Regions from separate parts of the Mus musculus genome. Here all the other regions are linked to region 3. A link is a contact called in public Hi-C and HiChIP or PLAC-seq data. All regions are on one chromosome and are shown on one strand. The core of a region is the stretch at or near the end of the contact, and the rest is flanking DNA. Distances in the headings are between cores, read along the strand shown.

Region 1 (2,700 bases), core at 7-2,506, 60 kb before region 3:
CTTTTCTCCGGGGTCCCACACAGACTTTGTCAGTAAATGCTTGCTGAACAATCGCTTCTCTCTCTCTCTTCTCTCTCTCTCTCTCTCTCTCTCTCTCTCTCTCTCTCTCTCTCTCTCACCAGTTTCTCACAATGAAATGAGAAAAACCATCCTTTCTTTTCCTCCCGGCTTCGCACACAGTTGATGCTCAGTTAATGTTTGCTGAATGAATAACAAAAGATGGAAACCCCTCTCTTCTCTTAGCTCTTCTGCCCTGCCTTGTTTCTGTAGTTCCTATGTCCTTGGGCGCCCTCTAGACCTCTCCACTTACCTTGCTTTCCCTCCATTGCATAGCTGTGCAGTGCCCGGCCCACAGTCACTACTCCAAATGCCTTCCACCCTGTCAGCCTTCCTGCTCGGACCCTGATGGCCACTGTGAGGGCACCAGCCCCGAAGCCCCCTCCACCTGCGAGGAGGGCTGTGTCTGTGAACCTGACTATGTGCTGAGTAATGACAAGTGTGTGCCTAGCAGTGAGTGTGGCTGCAAAGACGCCCATGGCGTTCTCATCCCGGTGAGTGGGCGTGGAGAGCAGGTTTGGGGAGGGCTGAGGAGATAGCTCAGTGTGTGAGGACCTCAGGTCAAGTCCCCGTAATCCATTTAAGCTAGGCGTAATATTCTGTGTCTATGATCCCAGAGCTCTTACTGAAATACGGGAGGTGCAAACAGGACAACACTAAGAAACTTGCAGGCTATACATTTTGGCGTACATCATGGTGGTGAACATCGCCAGAACCAAGATGGGGGAGAGAGAGAAAGACAGAGAGAGAGAGAGAGAGAGAGAGAGAGAGAGAGAGAGAGACTGTTTCAAATGCGTGATTTTTCCTATCTGTATAGCTTGCCCTGCAGCTGAAGGTTGGTCAGTTCTTGGCATATGCTAGACCAGTGCCTTGCTGCTGAGCCATACACCCATCCCCTTGCTTAGGGACTCTAGGCAATTGCTCTATCCCTGAACCATATCCTCAGCCCTTCTCTAGAGGTCTCTAGGCAAGTGCTCTATCACGGAGTCATGCCCTCTGCTACTTATTGGGGGTTGTAGTCAAGCTAAGGTATGCCCACAGCCAGAGTAGCAATTGTTTTAAAAAATATTTTCCTCCCACCATTGATTGACTCAATAGACATAGAACCTACAGACAGGGAGAGCAAATGTAAGTCCCTCGGAGAGCCACTACACACAGTGGCTCACCTCCGTTCTTGTCTTGTTGCTTCTACAGGAAAGCAAGACATGGGTCTCCAGGGGATGTACCAAGAACTGCACCTGCAAAGGAGGGACTGTTCAATGTCACGACTTCAGTTGCCCAACAGGGTCCCGTTGCCTGGACAATAATGAGGGCAACAGTAACTGTGTCACCTATGGTAAGGAAACCGTAGGGGAAGGTTAGGGATATGTGCTCATGGGTGGGAGAATTAGAGTAAGGGAAAGAAGGAACTTAGTTCTCTGGGGACACACAGACAGACACACACACACAGAGAAACACACACTGACACACACACACAGACATACACACAGTCAATGCTCAGTAAATGTTTGCTGGATGAATAACAAAAGGGACAGGGGAAGCCCTAACTTTTCTTAGTTGTTCTGTCCACCCTCTTTAATGTGACTTCTGCTTCCTTGGGCCCTCTCTGGTTCTCCACACTAATGCTAATCTTTTTCCACCCCAAAGCTCTGAAATGCCCGGCCCACAGCCTCTATACCAACTGCCTTCCCTCCTGTCTCCCTTCCTGCTCGGACCCAGAGGGCCTCTGTGGGGGCACCAGCCCTGAAGTTCCCTCCACCTGCAAGGAGGGCTGCTTCTGTCAATCTGGCTATGTGCTGCATAAAAATAAATGTATGCTTAGAATTCACTGTGACTGCAAAGACTTCCAGGGTAGCCTCATTAAGGTGAGCAGGCATGGCAACTGTAATGGGCAGGGGTGTGGGGTAGGGGTTGGGGGGTGGGAGCTGGCTCAGTGGATAAAATGCTTGCTGCACAAATGTGAAGACCTGAGTTTGAATCCCCATGACCCATAGAAGTTGGGCACAGCTGACTGTGACACCAGTTTCCCTGCTATGATATAGAAGGTGAAGCTAGGAGAAAGCCCAAAAAGTGTGGGTACCAACTCTGGCTGTATACAAACAAGCAGTGAATACCAGCATAGAGACAGAGGGAGGCAGATGGATCTTGTCTTAGTGCAATGTGGAAGGCAAGAACCAGCACCTCAGTGTGGACACACACACACACACACACACACACACACACAGCATTCTAGTAAGGCTGAATCATGCCCACTCCCTGTGGCAATTTTAAAAACTCTTTTCATCTGTAGTTGGTTGACTCAGTAGATATGAAACCTACCGACACAGAGGGCAAATATAAGACCCTCGAATAGGAACTCCCAACTAGGGAGCCTATGTGGAACTAACCTAGGCCCTCTGCACAGTTGTGCAGCTTCATCTTCTTGTGGGACTCCTCTAACAGTGAGAGCAGGGGCTGTCTCTGACTCTGTTGCCTGCCTTTGGGACCCTTTCCTCCTACTGGGTTGCCTTGTCCACCCTGAATAGAAGAGGAGGTGCCCAGTCTTACTGCAGCTTGATATTTGATGACTGCTTGATATCTATCTATCCATGGAGGCTGGCCCTTTTCTGAAGAGAAACGGACACGGGGTTGAGGGTGGTTGGG
Region 2 (2,700 bases), core at 154-2,653, 42 kb before region 3:
CAGCCTCTGCCACCATTCCTCAGGTCCTTTCCGCCTTTTTTTTTTTTTTTTTTTTTTTTTTCCTCGAGACAGGGTTTCTCTGTTGTAGCCCTGGCTGTCCTGGAACTCACTCTGTAGACCAGGCTGGCCTCGAACTCAGAAATCCGCCTGCCTCTGCCTCTGCCTCCCAAGTGCTGGGATTAAAGGCGTGTGCCAGTGCCACCACTGCCCGGTCTCCCACTAGACTTTGACAAGGAGCTAGGCTGGCGGGTCAGCCAGTTTCCATGGAAACCGTCTCTCCCTCCCATATCTCCTCCACTGTCCTTGTGCTGTGCATCACTACATCGGGCCATTTACATGGGTTCTGGTCCTCATTAATGTGATGAACACTTTACCAAGAGAGCCATCTCTCCAGCACCCCAGTGGGCTTTCTTTTACATTTACTAATGCTCACACACATACGTAGAGGTCAGAAGACAGCAAGCAGGAGCCAGTGTTTCTTTACCATGCGGGGCTTAGGGACCAAGCTTATGTCACTTTTGGCAGCAAGCACTTGGACCTGCTGACATGTCACTGCTATGCCCCTACCCCAAGGTTCCCCCCCCCCCCCCGGAGACAGGGTTTCTCTGTGTAGTCCTGGCTGTCCTGGAACTCATTTTGTAGAGTTCAAACTCAGAAATCCGCCTGCCTCTGCCTCCCAAGTGCTGGGATTAAAGGCGTGCGCCACCAGTACCCGCCTCCAAGTTATTTTTTAAGGTGGCCTCAGTTTGCTGACCTGGAGCTCCCTGAGCTCTGAGAGGGCTTAGCCTGAATTCCTCCACTAGGGGGAAGCAAGGGCATTCTGGGTTTCCTGTTTCCGGTTGGGATTTTTCCAGAGGGTATCTATCCCTCATTCTTCGTTCCTTCAAAGAGCCCTTCAGGAGGTTGCTATGGGAACCGAGGGTGGAGTTACTGGCTTTAGGAGCCATTCTGACAACCAGGTAGAAGTGACCACCTGGTTCAGCCAAAGGAGGCCAAGGTGTATAATGGATCAGACTGTGAAGACCTCAAGAAACCAAGACTTGGCCAGAGTGCTTTGAGGCAGGGAGGACACAGGCCAGGGAGATATTATTAATCTGTGTGACAACTATACCTTTGGAGACCTTTCCTGAAGTCAGCCAAACTCAATATTATGGAAAGGGCCCAGGACAGGGGTGGGACATGCTCTGCAGGACCCTGGTTTCCCTCACTAGGACAGAAGGCACAGTGCCCCTCAGCAGGTTAACCTCCTGCCTAGAGCCCCATTTCTCCCCCTGGCCTCCATCTTTGTACTGCTTGGATGCTGTGACCTTCATCTTTCTTTCCCGTAGCAGCTCTCTGTGGAGGTCACTGTATCTAGCCAGGATGTCTGTTTGGCAGCGAAAGGCAGTTGGCTGGATTAGTGTCCCCTGGGACACTCCCCTTCCTGGTAGTAATGAGCCCCTCCCACCCTCCAGAGATATTAAATGTCACCCAGGGAGAGGAGACAAAGGACTTAGTGTGATTCATGCCATAATCCCAGAATTCCAGAGGCTGAGGCAGGAGGATAGTGAGTACCAAGGCTGGCCTGGGTTATTAGCAAGCCCTGGTTTACAAAATACAAGAAGGGGTATGGGTTCTGGCAGCTAGTTCAGTCAGCAAGCAAGCTCGAAGCTCCGCTGTTTGCAGCAGAGGAGGGGCCGGTGGGAATGGTAGTATGGGCTTACCCTTCTAGAACTGTGGAGGGAAGAAACAATTCCTAGGCCATGTGGCTGACCAGGCTAGCCCACATGGCCAGTTTTAGGGGAATGAGAGGACCTGCAGAGAATCAGTCTTTCTCACTTAATGTTCATGCATGAGCATGCACATTCGCGTGCGCACACACACACATTCGTGCAGGGGAAATGATAGCAACACTGCCTTGGGGCCAGTGTGTGAGGTTCTGCACCCCTCACATCCACTGCAGCTCAATCAGGCTAGCCTGCACTAACTGGCCCTTACAGGTGTCCCAATGGGAAGGCATACCCAGGAGCAGAGAGGGGGCCGAGAAAACAGTGGGGGAAGTGGAGAGGCTGGAATGGAGTATGGACCCTATCCTCCTTTTCCTTGTCTGGGAGAAGTTAGCAGCAGACTCATTGGAGCGGCTCCCCCTCCCCTTCCCAGGAGGCCAGGAAAACCTGCCTGGGCAGCATCTTGAATGGGGGAATTGTCCTGAGAGCTACCTGGCATAAGTACACAGATGTGAGGGCCCCCTTTCAGCCACTCCCCATCTTCCCCTCCCCTCACAGCCAATGCTGGCTCTCCCATTACCACCAAACCAACCCCAGCTATGGACATCCAGCCTAAGTTTGTGGGCACCTAACTGGGACCCCCCACCCACAGTCACCCGTGCCCCCTTATCCTTTTAAAGCAGTTCTAGGGCAGGACTATGGGCTACACGCTTGGCTTCTCTTATACAACCCCCTGCCAGAGCTAAGGAGACAGAGGAGGGGCAGAAGGTGTCTGCCCCACCCCGGAGGTGCCGGAGGCTCTTGGCAGGGGCAGCTGGAGCAGTTAGCACCAGCTGCCAGTGACTCACCTCCCACCAACCCAAACAAAACACCTTGGGGCTGAGAACCAACACCCAGCCCCTCCTCACACCATAATCCCAACCACCTGACCTGACCCTCCAAATCCACACTCCTAGGGGTCCCCTAGTCTCAGAAATCTGGTCAACCCCAGCTC
Region 3 (2,700 bases), core at 82-2,581:
TAACCTTTATGGCCACTAGGCACGCACGTGGTACACATACATACATGAGACAAAATACTCACATTTAAAAAAAAAATCTAAAGAAAAAAAGCTTCCCATCTTCAGTTCCCTAATCTAATACAACCACAGTAGTAGAACGTGCACTCACAGAATGGTTATGCATATTTAATACAATACCGTGTGAGGGGAAAAATGAATATGTATGTATTGGACTAAAGAGTCAATATGTTAAGGCTTCGTATGTACTATAGCATCACTTAGTGTGCTTGAGGCTCTGTGTTTAATCTCGGGGTGGGTGGGGGCAGTGCTCTTTTAGGAAAATAAATATTTGCATCAGGCTGTGCTGTTACTTATCTGTAATCCCAACACATGGGAGGTATAGGCAGGAGGATCAGAAACACGAAGTCTTCTTCAGCTATGTATTGAAATGGGGCTAGCCCGGTCTACATAAAGAGCGCCCCCACCCATGCCCCCTGCGAGTATACACGGTTAGTTCATCTCTCAACTGCTCTCCTTGAAGGGATGTCTTTTTTAAGTCCCGTTTTATAGATGAGGAAGCGTCGTTGGTAAGACCTGTAAGGGTTGAAGTTGGAGTTTTGGGGTCACAGATAAAGGATTTTTTTTTTCTTTTTTCGAGACAGGGTTTCTCTGTAGCCCTGGCTGTCCTGGAACGCACTCTGTAGACCAGGCTGGCCTTGAACTCAGAAATCCGCCTGCTTCTGCCTCCCAAGTGCTGGGATTAAAGGCATGCGCCACCACTGCCCAGCTCACAGTTACAGGATCTTAGGCACAAAAGCAAGCAGGGTTACCTGCTTATTTACCCGGACCTGAGTCGGGATGGAGGATCACGGCTCCCTCCCGTGGCCGAAGAGAAGAGCGCAGCCTGCGAGCTGAAACTGGACGAGGAGGGGGTCTCCTCTGAATGTGAAAGGGACCAGGCTGGAAGCCCGAGGCACTCTGGGTCTCCCGAGAAGCTGAAATAGTACGACTCCGGCAGGCGCCGACCGACGTCGCTCTCAGTTCCCAGGTGTGTACCTGAGTCAGGTGCCGCGGTTCCGCCCACTCCACTTTTCCGCAGTCGCCACGCGCCCCTTTCAGATATTCCTGGGGGCGTCCTGGAGCTCGGAGTGCAGTCAGACCCTCACCATGGGCATCTGCTAGCATCCTGGCAACGGGGGGCTCTGAGGATCGTGACCCACTACCTTGCAAAAGACACCCGAGACGCACGTGGAACGGTTTGGCTTGCAAGGCAGCGTACGAGAGTGTGGGCGGGGCTTGAGTGTAGACCACACCTTTGAGGCGGGGCTTGAATCGGGACCAATGGGACGCCTTGCTGGGGAGGGCAGGCTCCGGGCCTGACATCCCGGTAGCCCGCTTGCTTTTTCCGGCTCCCTCGCCCCCTCGGTTTATAGCGGAGCCCCACAGGCGCGCTGGGATCACACCGGAGCAGCTTCATTCCTAGGTGGTGAGTGAGCACCCTGCGGCACCCAGATGCAGGGTGCACTTGGCCGGCTGGAGCCAGATGCCTGTCCCCCCCGCCCCCCCCCAGGCATCCAGTTACTGAAGCAAGTGGACAAGAGCGGGTGGGTGGGGGAGGAGGACCCTGGGGATCCTGTGTGGCTGATGCTAGGCTGCCTGCATTTGTGTTTGGACAATTGATGGCTCTGTTTGGATTGATAGAGTTTGGAGGGCTCATTGTAGAGATTAGAAAAATCTGGTCAGGATTGAGATGGGTTGAGGGACAGGGGTGATACAAGGTGGAGCTTTGAGAGCTTTGAAAGTTTCTTATTGCCCATGTGTGAGGTGCTGTATTGAGGGTACTCGACAGGAGCAGCATAGGACTTGGGAGGAGGTGTTTACTGGTAATAGCTAACTTCCCTTTGAGGAGATCTTCTTCCCCTCTTGTTGCCAATTAAGGCGAGACCTATTTGACAAGGGGATCTGTGTCCCTTTCGCAGACTCACTGCTACCCCTAGTTTCAGAGGCACGGAGGATGACACGGTCCCTAAGAACTGAAAGGGACCCTGATTATTTAAACACCAGGGTCCGAGAGTGGGGAAGTTGCTGGGACAGTTTTGAGTTTCTGTGCCCTGTGTGTGTGTGTGTGTGTGTGTGTGTGTGTGTGTATCCTTTGCAACTCTCCTTTTGAGGAAACTGAGTGTTTAATTAGGGTTTTGTTTAGGGAGAGAGGGTCTGTGGTATTGCTATCCAGCCACTAAAACCTCTTTTTACAGGTCTCCTAGCCCTTTTGTGGCTTCCTCTGCTGGCGTTCAGCAATGGCCAGCGAGAGCTCCCCTCTTTTGGCCTACCGGCTTCTGGGGGAAGAGGGGGCTGCCTTCCCTCCCAATGGAGCTGGAGTATCTGGAGTGCCATCATCCCGCAAGCTCTCCACCTTCCTGGGTGTGGTGGTGCCCACGGTTCTGTCCATGTTTAGCATAGTCGTGTTTCTGAGGATTGGTGAGTAGAGGAGGGAATTATTGGGAAGGGGCTAAGGCTAGGGATGGACCCTAGTACATGTGGTCAGATGGAGGGTAAGGCCCCTTGAGGCCTTGTGTGTGGCTCTGCTGTGGGACTGTGCTGGCCAGTGGGATGGGGGGAAGGGGGAGAGGTATATAAGCATCCCTTGTGACCTGCTTTTCTCCCCCTGTGCAGGGTTCGTGGTGGGCCACGCTGGGCTGTTGCAGGCCTTGGCGATGCTAC

The links. HiChIP or PLAC-seq counts read pairs in DNA pulled down with a chosen protein or histone mark. A called contact is a pair of places that touch in the nucleus more often than the background predicts.
Region 1: a RAD21 HiChIP or PLAC-seq map of pro-B cells shows a contact between it and region 3, with 2.8 times the contacts expected there. The contact joins the enhancer-like site here to the promoter of Slc12a9 in region 3. A contact is called at or near these places in 3 of 39 promoter capture datasets (the C10 cell line, the SN4741 cell line and liver), 2 of 15 datasets of contacts at CTCF or cohesin (the NIH/3T3 cell line and pro-B cells), 21 of 484 Hi-C or Micro-C datasets (the 63-12 cell line, the AML12 cell line, B cells and 13 more), 10 of 115 datasets of contacts at active chromatin or transcription factors (the 230-238 cell line, the SCID.adh cell line, embryonic midbrain and 3 more) and 3 of 9 other capture datasets (adipose tissue, liver and pancreatic islet).
Region 2: a Hi-C map of Sertoli cells shows a contact between it and region 3, with 4 times the contacts expected there. The contact joins the enhancer-like site here to the promoter of Slc12a9 in region 3. A contact is called at or near these places in 13 of 39 promoter capture datasets (the 3T3-L1 cell line, 3T3-L1-derived adipocytes, the C10 cell line and 8 more), 4 of 15 datasets of contacts at CTCF or cohesin (the NIH/3T3 cell line, embryonic stem cells and pro-B cells), 66 of 484 Hi-C or Micro-C datasets (the 63-12 cell line, the AML12 cell line, B cells and 31 more), 24 of 115 datasets of contacts at active chromatin or transcription factors (the 230-238 cell line, the SCID.adh cell line, bone marrow-derived macrophages and 10 more) and 4 of 9 other capture datasets (adipose tissue, embryonic stem cells, liver and 1 more).

The regions. Positions count from the first base shown.
Region 1 is chr5:137,392,232-137,394,931 of GRCm38.p6, reverse strand. Zan (zonadhesin) reads left to right here. Exons shown (of 88, transcript NM_011741.2): 72 at 334-551; 73 at 1,252-1,393; 74 at 1,705-1,922. Among named protein-coding and RNA genes, the nearest start is that of Ephb4, 43 kb to the right of the region's middle. Within about 2 kb of position 1,256, at least 8 of the 459 cell types and tissues checked have an H3K27ac peak or open chromatin away from gene starts, as enhancers often do. A contact at or near this core is called in the 230-238 cell line, the 63-12 cell line and pro-B cells, where this site is marked.
Region 2 is chr5:137,374,539-137,377,238 of GRCm38.p6, reverse strand. No RefSeq gene overlaps it. Among named protein-coding and RNA genes, the nearest start is that of Ephb4, 26 kb to the right of the region's middle. Within about 2 kb of position 1,403, at least 61 of the 459 cell types and tissues checked have an H3K27ac peak or open chromatin away from gene starts, as enhancers often do. A contact at or near this core is called in the 63-12 cell line, the C2C12 cell line, the N1E-115 cell line and 11 more, where this site is marked.
Region 3 is chr5:137,332,213-137,334,912 of GRCm38.p6, reverse strand. Slc12a9 (solute carrier family 12 (potassium/chloride transporters), member 9) reads left to right here and starts at 1,331. Exons shown (of 14, transcript NM_031406.3): 1 at 1,331-1,465; 2 at 2,235-2,457; 3 at 2,653-2,700. The coding sequence starts at 2,277.